2 separate regions of the Hordeum vulgare genome follow, and region 2 is linked to region 1. Evidence: chromatin contacts called from public Hi-C data. All regions are on one chromosome and are shown on one strand. The core of a region is the stretch at or near the end of the contact, and the rest is flanking DNA. Distances in the headings are between cores, read along the strand shown. Region 1 holds the start of LOC123445042 (selT-like protein). Region 2 holds the start of LOC123445057 (dual specificity tyrosine-phosphorylation-regulated kinase mbk-1-like).

Region 1 (6,014 bases), core at 1,533-4,032:
TTGATTTTCAATGTCCATCAGCTGCTACCAGAATTTGTCAAAGCATTAACTAGACTTTGCTTTCTTGGTTGGGCCTAACCGCGAAAGGTGCACTTAAGTATCGGCGACTTGCGTCCTTGTGTTTATTGTGCATATTTGCCATTTCCAAAAATAAATCAATCAATAGTGGGCTTTTGGAGTTCATTTTCTGAAAAAAAAATTGAAGTTTAAAAAAAGTGTGGAAAAAATAGACATGAACATATAGTTGTATACTTCATTTATGTAAAATTTCATTATGAAATGCACTTTGGTATGGGCCGCACAAAAAGAAATTATGTACTTTATATAGTGAATAGTGCATCTGCTAGAAATGTATTTTTTTAGCTTTCATGTATTTCGTCATGAAAGATTGCAGAGATGTAGCATACATAGTTAGGTTCATGTGTATTTTTTCAAGAATAAATAAATGACTTTTCATTTTTTCCCCTTAAAAAAACTGAGTTTCATGTAGGTCGAGCTGCAGCAGGCATTTCGGGTGGTGAGACTGTAGAATTCTTCATGAATGCTTTTATCTGACCCCACCTCCTTGAGAAGTACGCGTCTCAAATATGAAATGTTATCTGTAAACGGGTTCATTGTACAGCAAGAGGACAAGAAGACAAAGGTGACAAGACCAACGCCAAGCCTAGCACTGCAGTGCGGTCGCGGCCGGTTCTGGCTTGCCCGCCTGCACCTACAATATTCCTCCGAAAACGGACGATTCCGTGCTGGCCGAGCCGAATAAAACGTCCACGCGTCCGGACCCTTTTTTTCTTTTGCCGCGTATTTCATGCAGGATCAATCGTAATTCTCGTGAAAACCGCGGGGACCGTGGCGAGATCAGACCACGTAGTACGCGTCCGCGTCCCATTCAGTATGCCAGCCTCCCTCTCCCTCTCTCTCGGCGATGGACGTTCAGTGCGTGCGTGTAGGATGCACCGAGCACGCACGGTCATGGATGGAGCCACCTGCCGGCCCCGGCTCGCGCCTCCTCTTTTGCGAGCGGTTGCACGCCATCATGCGTGCTCCTTCCTTGCGAGCGACACGATCGGCGAAAGCAAAAAAGACAACACGACAATCATTTCACGGGGAGCGCGCGGACGACGAGACGAGACGGCGGAACGGCCGAAATGCTGGCCCGACGAGACGCGCGCCCATGCACCACAGGTACCACGTAAGAGCAAGTACAATAGAGCTGAGTCAGCTCGCTATACCATTGTACTTGCTCTAAGCTACACCTTCATGCTACCTTTGGACGGGCATTAACAATGTCTTCGATTGGGTGAAAGCATTTTATGGTCAAAAACCATAACAACCGTCCGTAGCAATGTTAGTCATTTGAAAGATTTGAAATAGACGGAACACGGGGTCTTCAACAACAAATTCGCGACTAGGGGATTTATCTTTAATCGGATTCGTCGAGAGGCTCGTGTTTGGGTTAAGACGGATGATAGACGTTTGAGTAACTTGATGTCGGGAGAGTAGGTTCTTTGTCTTCGATGTGATGGCCTTAGGGTTTGTAAGAAGCATAAACTCTCTCTTAATTAATGAAACGTGGCAAAGCTTTTGCCTTTTTTTCCAAAAAAGAAAGAAAGAAAGAGCTGCACCTGACGTGCCCAGCTGCTCATGGACGGCCCGCACATCGAGCAGCCCTCTAAACTTACGTGCGGTGTGGTGTGCCCTGGTGCACTCAACCATTCAAAACCTCTGCAAGCTCTACGGGCCGGGTTTGAACCAGAGCTACAGAGGACCGCTGAGCTAGCTGAACACGGGCCTCGCCTGTCATTGCTCGACCGGAGCGGGCTGGTGCATTCGTCGTATGCCCGCCCGTACACGTTGTTTCGGCAGAGAACAAGGCAGGCAGGCACGCGCGCCATTTTTGCTGCTGTTCAAGTGACGCGCGCTAACCCGTCGAACCGCTGCTAGCTACCTATATACCCACGTAAAACCTGTGGCGTGGACAACTTCGGAGCAATTCGAGCATACTATATATATCATCATCACGTAAAGTAAAAAACACCAAGGCGAGAGCTCGGTTTCCTAAGCCTGACTGTCGCGATTCCGCAGTTTGTTAGGCGAACACACAGCTTGGAGGCTGGAGCCTTGTGAGTAGTACTCCTACAACTCTTGCCCTGCCGGTAAAGACTTTGGTGAGCTTCCAACCCAAGATTCCAGAGGTGGTTTACCAAACCGATCCGGGCCAAACTTTGATCGACAGACATTGACCCCGAGAAAGCTCAGCCTGTCTGCCTGCCTGCTCATCATGGGACGTTTCCCTTACGCTGCAAGGCTGCTTAGTACTAGCTGATGACGGTGTCTCTTTCCGTAGAGAGGTCCACAAGATTTTTTCTGTTTTGTTTTCCGGCGAGAGTGAGCTGCAGCTCAACTCGAGTAGCTCTCGAGTGTCGCAGAGTTGGACGGATCGGACCGATGGTCCCAAACTCCCAACGCAGCACGTTTCGTGTAGGGGGAAAAACAATTCCCCGCAAAAAAAAAAAAATAGAACGTACGTGGGCTGTCACGGGCTAGCGAAACCCAGAAGGCCGACGGCATCCAATCCATCTAGCCCCCGAGCCCACACCCTCCGCCACCCCCAAAGATTCGAGGCCTGCCTGAGAGAGAGAAAAAGGAAAGCCCAAAGAATCGCGGCCTTTTCCACGCAGGATGTTAGAACTCTACTGACACCACTGGCCCGCATCGCCGGAGCCCACCTGGCAGCGTGACGAAGAAAGGTGGTTCGTCGCCGTCGTCCTCAGCACCGGCTCCGCCTCTTTTCGTCTCACGAAAAAGAAAAGGAACGGAGGAGAGTGGGTGACCGGAAGGAAGCGATGGCGATGGACCGCGTGCAGCTCCTCCTCGTCGGCCTCCCCGCGCTGCTCTTCATCTCCGACCTCTCCCACATCTTCGCGCCGCCGCCTCCCCACCTCCGCCACCCTCATGGCCAACCCCCGCACCACCCCCACCCTCATCCGCCCCATCACCCCCACCCGCATCCGCCCCACCACCCCCACCCGCCGCACCACCATCACCCGGACCCCGCTGCCGCTGCCATACTGGTAGGTCGTAAACCCTAGCCCGGATTTCCTTTTCCCCTTGTCGTAAGACCCTAGCCCGGAATTCTGTCGCTCCGATCTGGGCCGCAGAGCTGACGTGTTGTTTTGGTGATACCCCAGAAGCCCAATCTGGACGGAGGAGCTGGATTCGGCACGACTGTGGAGCTGCAATTCTGCGCCTCCTGCTCGTACAAGTGAGTCTACGCGGACCGGTGGTTGGTTGGTTGCTTGCTTGCTCGCTCAATTGGTGTTGTTAGTTTGCGTGTGTGGATCAACTGGACATATGCGTAGAATAGCGGATACTGAGTTTTTGGAATTGTTGTGTGCTTGCCTTAGTTGACCATACACCAATAGACGGACCGATTTACCATGTAAAATGGTTTAGGAGGTGGTTTATTTGGTACTCCAGTAAAACCGACCAGTGTCATTGGTGGTTGTTAAATAGTAGGAGTACTAGCAATTGTTAATGCCGAATGCTTAATACAGTTGTAATAAACTAGTAGTGGGGAACTGGTGCAGTTATTGTCAATGGAAACGTTAATGCTCTGGTGACAGTGTTACTGCTTTGTTGAACATTTAAAGTCAGACACTGTTATGTAGTACATGGATCAAGTAAGAGCTTCTATTGGAATAAATATGGAATTTTATTTAAATATGAAAGAGATTGGATTAGAATTAGAGGTCGAATTAGTATCCTTTGGTCATTACTCAGGGATCAAGCAAGTGCTCCTATATAAGGGCTGATTTAAGAATATAGTTTGACGTATGGAGTATTGGAGTACTCGTGAGATCCTTTTCACTCTTCGACAACGAAAGCCATGAGGACCTCAAAACTGTGTTGTAGGGATGCCTCCCAATCTTGCTTCTAGAGTACATAGATAATGGTGGAATAGGAACTATATTCCGGATGTGGTTTGAGCAGACCGATATGTAGGTTACTGGTGAGGAGATAATTGTATGTCTTTCTGATGTCAAGAAGTAAAACAAGGGAAAACTCGTAAACAACAATGTGATGGTTCTTGTGAGTTTATATTTTATCAATCTCTCATCTCCCTGGGTTATCCTCCTGAGTCCCAACCTATGCTCTAGTCCCCAATCTCCTACATGTAATTACACAGTTTATTCCAAACTATCATATTTGTTCTATTTGGTTTCGCTGGCTTGGTTATAAAGCTAACAGTGTACAGGGATAGGGAAGATGTTCTGGGGTGACCAGCTCTGATTTTACAGCTAACACAAAAAGGCCCAGAACTGACCCACAAAAGAACTGACACGGCTAGAGTCTTGAAAAGAAGAAAATACGTAATCAACTTTGGTGCTGATCCAGACTTAGTCGGCAAGCAAAAGGCTAAACAAGATGTGGTTCACTTCCTCTTCCAAACCACATGAGCTGCATTTTGCTGGACCCTTCCACTTCTTAATCTGCCCCACACCAGCTGGCTATCTGTTTCATATAACGTGCCAAAGGAAAATTGATATTCACACTTGTTTGAGTTCTACTTTAGTCTTCAACTCTTTGTTTAGTCTAGACTATTAATGATGATAACATTGTAAGCATGATGCCATATCCTTGCCTTCATCTGGTTTGCACAGTGAAGGTTGAGTTCAGCTATGGGTGGCAATGTTGAGAGCACACATTATTCATTTAATATAAGCTGACAGTAAGCATATGCATTTGCTTAAAATGTTTGTAGCTTCAGGTCAGCTGAGATTTAACTTGATGATTGTTGGATACTATCCGTCTCGAGCAGTTCCTGTTCTAGCTTCTCTTGTCTCTAGCAAGTGATAATGAACGACACGACATCTTCTCCAGTCGTAGGTCGGTAGGATTTGCTGTATTGTTCTTACCCCTTTACCTTGGTGTTAAACACGCTTTATGTAAACTACATGGCACATCTTGAAAATTGCTGTGACAGCATGTTCTGTAGACTTCTTTCACAAAAAAAAGCATGTTCTTTAGACTATCGATTTTTCAAGTTCCAACACCCTTACTGATTTTGTATGCTGCCATTCATTAATTATAACGTTAGGAATACACAATTAGAATGGTAGGTACACAGATCATATTTAGTTTCTAGGAAGATTGGGCCCATGCTACTGCAGAGTTTGAAAAGTACATCAATAGCACTCCAAAAATTCTACGCTAGTGTCATTCTGTTACAAAGTACTAAGACGTTCTAAAAATGTCATTCTTACTTTAGCTTATTTTCTTTGGCATGTGTGCCCAAGGAAACTCAGAAAGGGTTTACCAACTTTATTTAAGAGAACAATGCCATGATGGTTGCTGTGCCATGTTCCCCTTGTTTCCCTTTATTCAGTTCACTTATATATTTTATTTTTGCTTCATTTCGTTTACAGCAACCCACCCTTCCCAAATTCTATCTATCAGCCTATTACCACATTTTCTTTCATCTAGTTACACTGTCCTTGACTCCTTGGCTACCCCACTACGAGGTTGTAGGAATGAGGAGACACATGTTGTAGCGTGTTTCAACTGTCGTAAGTGCCCACTCTCTTGCAAATGACGTGTCGATGCTGGAAGGCCCCCCGTTACTTAGAGGTTCATGGAGGGTTTGGAGGGTCTGGGATGGCCTAGTTGGTGGATTCGTATGGCCACACCAGCAACAGCAGGCATGATATGTGCGACCTTCCTTTATGGAAGACACCTATTTAGCTAATAGTGAATATTGAATATTTGCGCTGTGCACTGGGTAGCTGGGTTATATAAACTTTATTCACATTCAGAGTAAGGCGTTTACCACTAGCAACTCTTAACATACGATGTGTCTACCACTGTCTGAACTTGAATTTTGACACAACTGAGCTGGCTCTCCATTAGCACTCCTGTGTCAGTGTACCAGAGCATTGTTGGAACAACTGAGCTAGCTCTGCTATTTTACACTCTTTTGGCCTTCATTATATGACCTGCAGTTGTGAGCACCA
Region 2 (6,014 bases), core at 1,129-3,628, 140 kb before region 1:
GACTTGGAAGCATATATCGCTTTTTTTTAAGCAATTTGACTCTTCATTGTAAGGTATGGTGTAAAAAGCAAGCCAACGATTTGTATCTCCATGAGGCCATATCAATACCTGATAGTAGAAAAAATCATAAAGGCGCAATATATGATGTGCATCTGCCGGATCATGTTTATTTACAAACTTAAGGAGCTTTATCTCATCCAAACTCTGGTCAAAGAAATCCTTGTCGTTTTTAATTATTTTAAGGCAGACATCCATTCCCGTGCGAAGATCATGTGCCTGTACGACCCTGCTGAATGCAGCGGAACCAAGATATTCAGTGATGCGATATCTTCCGGCAACAACTGAATCTACCACAATAGGGAAATCTTTGTTTTCCTCAAAACCAGTCCTGCAGGAAAAGCCTATCACATGAGCATAGGAGTATATTCAAATAATTATTTGGCAGCAGAAATAAATAGAAAAGGAATTGGATAGTAAACCTGTTCTTCCGGTGGAAAACCCTCAGCTCAAATTCCTCATATTCTTGATGAAAAATATCGCTTGCAAGATCCATATCCGTTTTCGGACCTTCGGCAGTTTTATGAGTAGTATTTTGAACATTTGTATCTGCTGGCCCGAAGTCTTCCATCTCATAAATATCTTCAGGATTACCAATCTCAGGAAAAGGATGCACGCTGTAACTATTCTTTAGAAATTCTTTGTCATCGACAATTTTGTCATCTGTTATAATGTCAATATCTAGTCCATCATTTACTCTGAAGTCATGGTCAAACTTATGGTCTGAAAAAGATAAATAAAATCAGAATGGAACCAACCAGTCCACAAGCAAAAATAAATAAATCCACTTCATATGAGTAATGAATTTTGGCATTACAAAGGTACGCAAATCAGGATCAACCAGAAAAACTACACCAGATTAACCAGCAAAATTACATCATAATTCAAGTTTGTTTTGGGTTCATAATTCAAGCACATACTACTGTTCCAGAATTTCGACAGTCAGGTGCTAGTACAAAACATAATCTCTTCAGAAAACAATCCAAATACAACGACACCGAGTGAATCCTTTTAAGCCTGTTATAAACAATTCTGTGAAACGTGCCAAATGATCCTGAGGAATATGAAAGGGGGCAGAAGCACTTACTGTTAGCAGCATCCGTGTTTTCAGACAAGTACGGACTGAGCATCTGAAGCTCCTTCTCCAGCGCACTTAGATCAAAATCCTGGTTATCTCCACTCCTGGAATCAACTAATGGACCGACCTTGTGCGTGGCATCGTCATTGGCATTGCGCCTGAACTGAAGCGCGTCCGCGCCGCACTCATCCAGCACCTCCGTCAGGTCATCCATGATCTGATACCTGCCGTACACAGCAGACCAAGAATCCTTCACGGACTCCCGACCATTCCTATGCTCCGTTTCCCCGTGGCAGCAGCTGCAGGGCGGTGACGTATACACCTCGGCGCACCCACCAGTCTCTGCACTGCCCTTTCTGTGCAAGTGGAGCCGGCTGCTGTCGGCGACGTCGTGGCCAACAATGAACTTGTCCTCCTCGTCGCCGTCGCCGCTATTACCGCTGATCTCCGGCTCGCGGTGGAACAGGAGGTCGTCGTAGAGCCAGTTCTCGCCGAAGAAGAGGTCGGTGGTGTCGTACTCGCGCGCCGTGCCGAACTCCGACGCCTCCGACGGCGCGCGCGTCGGCGACCATGCCCCGTACGGATTCAGCAGGCCTGATCTCCAAGCAAAACAGACAAACCGAAACAGAAGCGACAAAACTCGGATCAGAACTCGAGCAAAGGCACAGACGCGAGGTTGAAGCATGCGTCTCCCAGACCCAGTGGCGCGCGGAGATCGAGATTCGCAGCATCGGTCAATCACACGCCCCGCTCTCGGGAGGCCGCGCGCGCCGAGGACTAGGGGTGTTCAACGCATTGGGGTGGGTGTGCGACGCAGGCACGCAGGCAGTACCTGATGGCGTGGAGGTCGTGCTGAGGAAGGCGTCGGAGGAGGAGGAGGAGCTGGAGCCAGGGCTGGCGAGCGCGCGGCCGGCCCCGTCGGAGGCGGAGTAGGAGGCGCCGAGCCGCAGCGGCGGGAGCCGGGGGTCGTCGGAGTCGGTGGATTCGTCGCCTCCCCTCCCCGCGAGGACGCCGTTCCGGAGCGCGAGGCCGTGGGCGGCGTCGGCGGGGAACCCCAGCCCCGCGACGCCGAGGGCCTCCTCCGCGCCACGCGCCATGGCCAGAGAACCCACTCCCTCCCTCACACGTGCGCCCGCCGCTGACCCCGCGCCGCCGCCAGCACCACCATTTGAAGCCAAGCGAAGCGAGGCGAGGCGAGAGCCGGTTCCGCGGCACGCGACGAGAGCGAAGCAAAGCACTGGCAGGAGCGAGGGGAGGCCGCACGGGATCCAACCAACCAACTCGGCCGCACACACGACAGCGCCTCCTCAGGGGGGGCGGGCCCCGGGCCGGGCCGCTGACGGGTGGGGCCCGCGGGCCAGCGTGTCGATGTCGGCGTCGGCCCGGGCGCCGCTGTCGACGATGGGCGCCGCGGTGGGTGGCGCTGCACCCCGCGATCCGACGTGGAGGGCGCGGGTGCCGTCATTATTGTCAGTCGCTGTTGCGCTGGACGCCCCCCGCCCCCGCCCCGCCCCCCTCCGCCGATCCGGATCCTCTGCGCTCCTCCTTCGCTCGTGACGGACACGGCGGATCGGCCGATCTACCAGCGTCCAGCGGCAACGACGTCAGATCTGCCTGCCTGCCGTGGTAGGGCCGGCAGGTCGGCCTTCCTTCATTCCCTTCGCGCTACCCTTTCCCGAACCCCGCGGCCCCACCGTCGGAACCGCACCTGCTCCGGCTTTAGCGAGCAGCCGAGAGCATAATTGCGTTGCGTCCTCGCCGGGCTGTGCGATGGTATGGTAGTACCACGCCGGAGCGGCGGCCGTGCGATCGTGCACTGGCTGGTCGCTGAACGAATGGATCAATGAACGATGCTGCTGCTGCATAATTGCGCGCGATTTTTCTCTTCGGTTTGGTGGACGAGCGTTACGGGCTAGCTAGCCCCTAGTGGGGGCGCGTGGGTTTTGTGCGATGGAAGGAATGGAAGGGCTACAGTAGAGGGCAGCGCAAATGCAAAACCTGATGAATGTTTGTTTACCACCTGATGAAACATCCCCGTCAAAAAAAATACCACCTGGAAAACATGGCAGGTGCGTCTTTTTTTACTCTCGTCTGGTTAGGCGTACCGTCCAGTAAAAACGACGTCGCACTGGAGACTTTCGTTGTCATGGTAGTAGTTCGGGGACGGGCTATCTATTTAAATATCATGGCATTTTTTACTATTTCCTCATTTCTTAAATATAAGTCTTTATACAGGTTCACTAAAAGACTACATATAGATGCATGTAGATATGTTTTAGAGTGTAGATTCATTCATTTTGCTCCGTACATGGTCCATTAATGAAATTTCTAAAATAACTTATATTTATAAACGGAGAGAGTAATATACAATGGTATTGTTTTCAATATGCTTTTGTTTTACCTATCATGCTTACCGCGCGATTCGTTTATTGTACTAATCAGGCCATTTTTAACTTTCTTTTCCATGCGCATAAGAAATGAATGTGCAATGTGTTTTGTTCAAGCCAAATTAAATAATACTATTCAGTTAATACGCTTAGGGTTTCCTTCCTCTGAGGCGATCCGATCGTCCCAGAGTCCTACCTCTCGGAGTCTGGCCAGATCGACGTCCCTCGCTGGTCCTGGCAGCACACCAATAAGTGTGGAGATTGGCGAAGACGATCCACGTATCAAGGAAAGTGATAGGTGGCTAGCCCTTTCTAGGGTTCACACTGATAAGAACTTCTCTTAAGCTGCCTTCTACAAGGATATGATGGCGACATGGAACCCAGCGCAAAGGGTGAAATTCCGGCCAGATTCGGTGTCCATGCATCATGCTTGGATGATTGGGAACGCATAATGCTGCAAGGCCCATGGTTGTTTCGTAACATGGCGGTGCTACTATGCTCGTATGGTGGTTTTAGCAAAGCAGAGGATGTCGTGGTCGATCATATGCCTATCTGGCTCCAGATACACAAGCTACCGGATCCTTATTGCAAGAAGGAAATTGTTGAGAAACTTCTAAAAGATGCTAGCGAAATTCTGGAGATGCGTGTGAACGGCAACATCCGTGGTGACTATGTAAGGGTGAGGGTGAACCATGACATCCAACAACCCCTTACTAAGTTTGTGAGCATTGTTCGTGCTAGAGAACGATAGGTTTATCTGGTTCGTTATGAAAAGTTAGCTCGGTTTTGTAAGTTTTGTGGCCTAATTGGACATGAGCATAAGGAGTGTGGTTTGGGTGTTCATGATGAAAAGAAGCTGAAGTTTGGGGACTAGTTGTATGCCGATGGCCCTAACAGATCACGATCTGAACCAAACCCTAGCAGAGCAAATGGCCCTCGCGTGACAGAGAAGAATGGGAGTCCCGTTGCTCCGACGGATCCAGGGCAACAAGTCCATTGAAGAATCCTCGAGTTAGGATAGAGGTGGATAGAGACGCAAGGAAGGGGATGAATATGGACAACGCTAGGGATGCAACTTTGGACATTCCTAATACCCCGAAAGCTTTACTGGCCATCACCGATGACAGTGAGAAGGATCTTAGGGAGACAAACTCGATGACGGTCAGCTCTTCAAGCAGCAAGCGAGTAAAACTCTCAAAAGGAAGTGACAATAATGAGATATCGGCGGCCTCCCTCGGGGAGGACCGTCGGACGCAATGAATATCCTATCTTTGAACTGCTGGGGGGGGGGGGGGGGGGCGTCGGACAGTTCGTGAGGTCTTGGCCCTCTCAAAGGCCAATGACCCCAAATTAGTCTTTCTATGTGAGACTAGGCAAGTTTCTGTGAAAGTTGCGAAGTTGCGTTGGAGACTTGGTCTGAAAGGCTTCCATGGCGTAAGTAGTGATGGTAGAAGCGACGGCTTGGCACTCTTTTCGGACAAGTCGTTGGCTTGTGACAGTTCTAGAATCATGCCCCTGGTTTATTGATGTCATGGTGCTGGATGGTGGTTTCGGTATGTCTTGGAGAGGCACCTTTGTCTATGAGGAGCCTCGTGCGGAGAACAGACACCACATGTGGGATCATTTATGTAGGCTACGGGCTAACTCGCGTGAGTCTTGGTTGGTTTGTGGCGATTACATTGAGGCACTATGGCAGCACGAGCACCTGCCAAGGACCTTGCGGTCTGAAGTTCAGATGAGTGCATTAGAGACTGCTTGGAAGTATGCGAGCTGAAGAGTGGTGATATATCCCAAACGTATCTATTATTTCTACTTGTTCCATGATCTTTTGGGTGACATTGTTATATGTTTTGCTACACTTTTATATCTTTGTACACATATTTGGACTAACCTACTAACTCAGTGCACCCAGTGCCAGTTTCTGTCTGCTGGTGTCTTTTTTTGCAGGGGCTTTTACCCAATTTTCCGGAGCCCCAAAAATCATGAGAAAAATATATAAAAATCAGCGTACCAGAAGCTTCACGAAGCACGAAAGGGGGGCAGAGGGGGCCAGGGGCCGCCCAAGCGATATGTGGGCGTGACCCACGCCTAGGCCGTGCCAAGAGACCGCCTGGGTGGGGGCCACGCCCTCTGGTGCCCTCCTTTCGCCTATATTTACCCCTCGTCGAGGAAAACCCTATACGGGATCCAGAATCGCAAATTTCTCCATCGTTCCACCGCTGCAGTGCTTCCGAGATCGGTAGCGTCAGGAGACCTCTTCCCGGCACCCTGTCCGAGGGAGGATTGACCTCCGAGAGCTTCTCCACCGCCATGGACGCTTCTCGGACGTGTCGTGAGTAGTCCTCATTGGACCATGAGTCCGTGACCAGTAGCTATGTGATGTCTTCTCTCAAATCTTGTGCTTCCATGATTAGTCCTTGTGAGTTGCCCTACATGATCAAGGCACCTATGTAATTTCCCTGCTGTTGCTATGCTCGGTTTGTTGGGATCCG

What was found. A called contact is a pair of places that touch in the nucleus more often than the background predicts.
Region 2: a Hi-C map of seedling shows a contact between it and region 1, with 4 times the contacts expected there. The contact joins the promoter of LOC123445057 here to the promoter of LOC123445042 in region 1. A contact is called at or near these places in 4 of 6 Hi-C or Micro-C datasets (leaf and seedling).

Annotation. Positions count from the first base shown.
Region 1 is chr1H:458,348,142-458,354,155 of MorexV3_pseudomolecules_assembly, reverse strand. It overlaps LOC123445042 (selT-like protein), which reads left to right and starts at 2,782. Exons shown (of 4, transcript XM_045121960.1): 1 at 2,782-3,074; 2 at 3,192-3,265. The coding sequence starts at 2,847.
Region 2 is chr1H:458,484,459-458,490,472 of MorexV3_pseudomolecules_assembly, reverse strand. LOC123445057 (dual specificity tyrosine-phosphorylation-regulated kinase mbk-1-like) reads right to left here and starts at 2,378. Exons shown (of 8, transcript XM_045121986.1): 1 at 1,968-2,378; 2 at 1,145-1,729; 3 at 480-780; 4 at 109-388. The coding sequence starts at 2,232.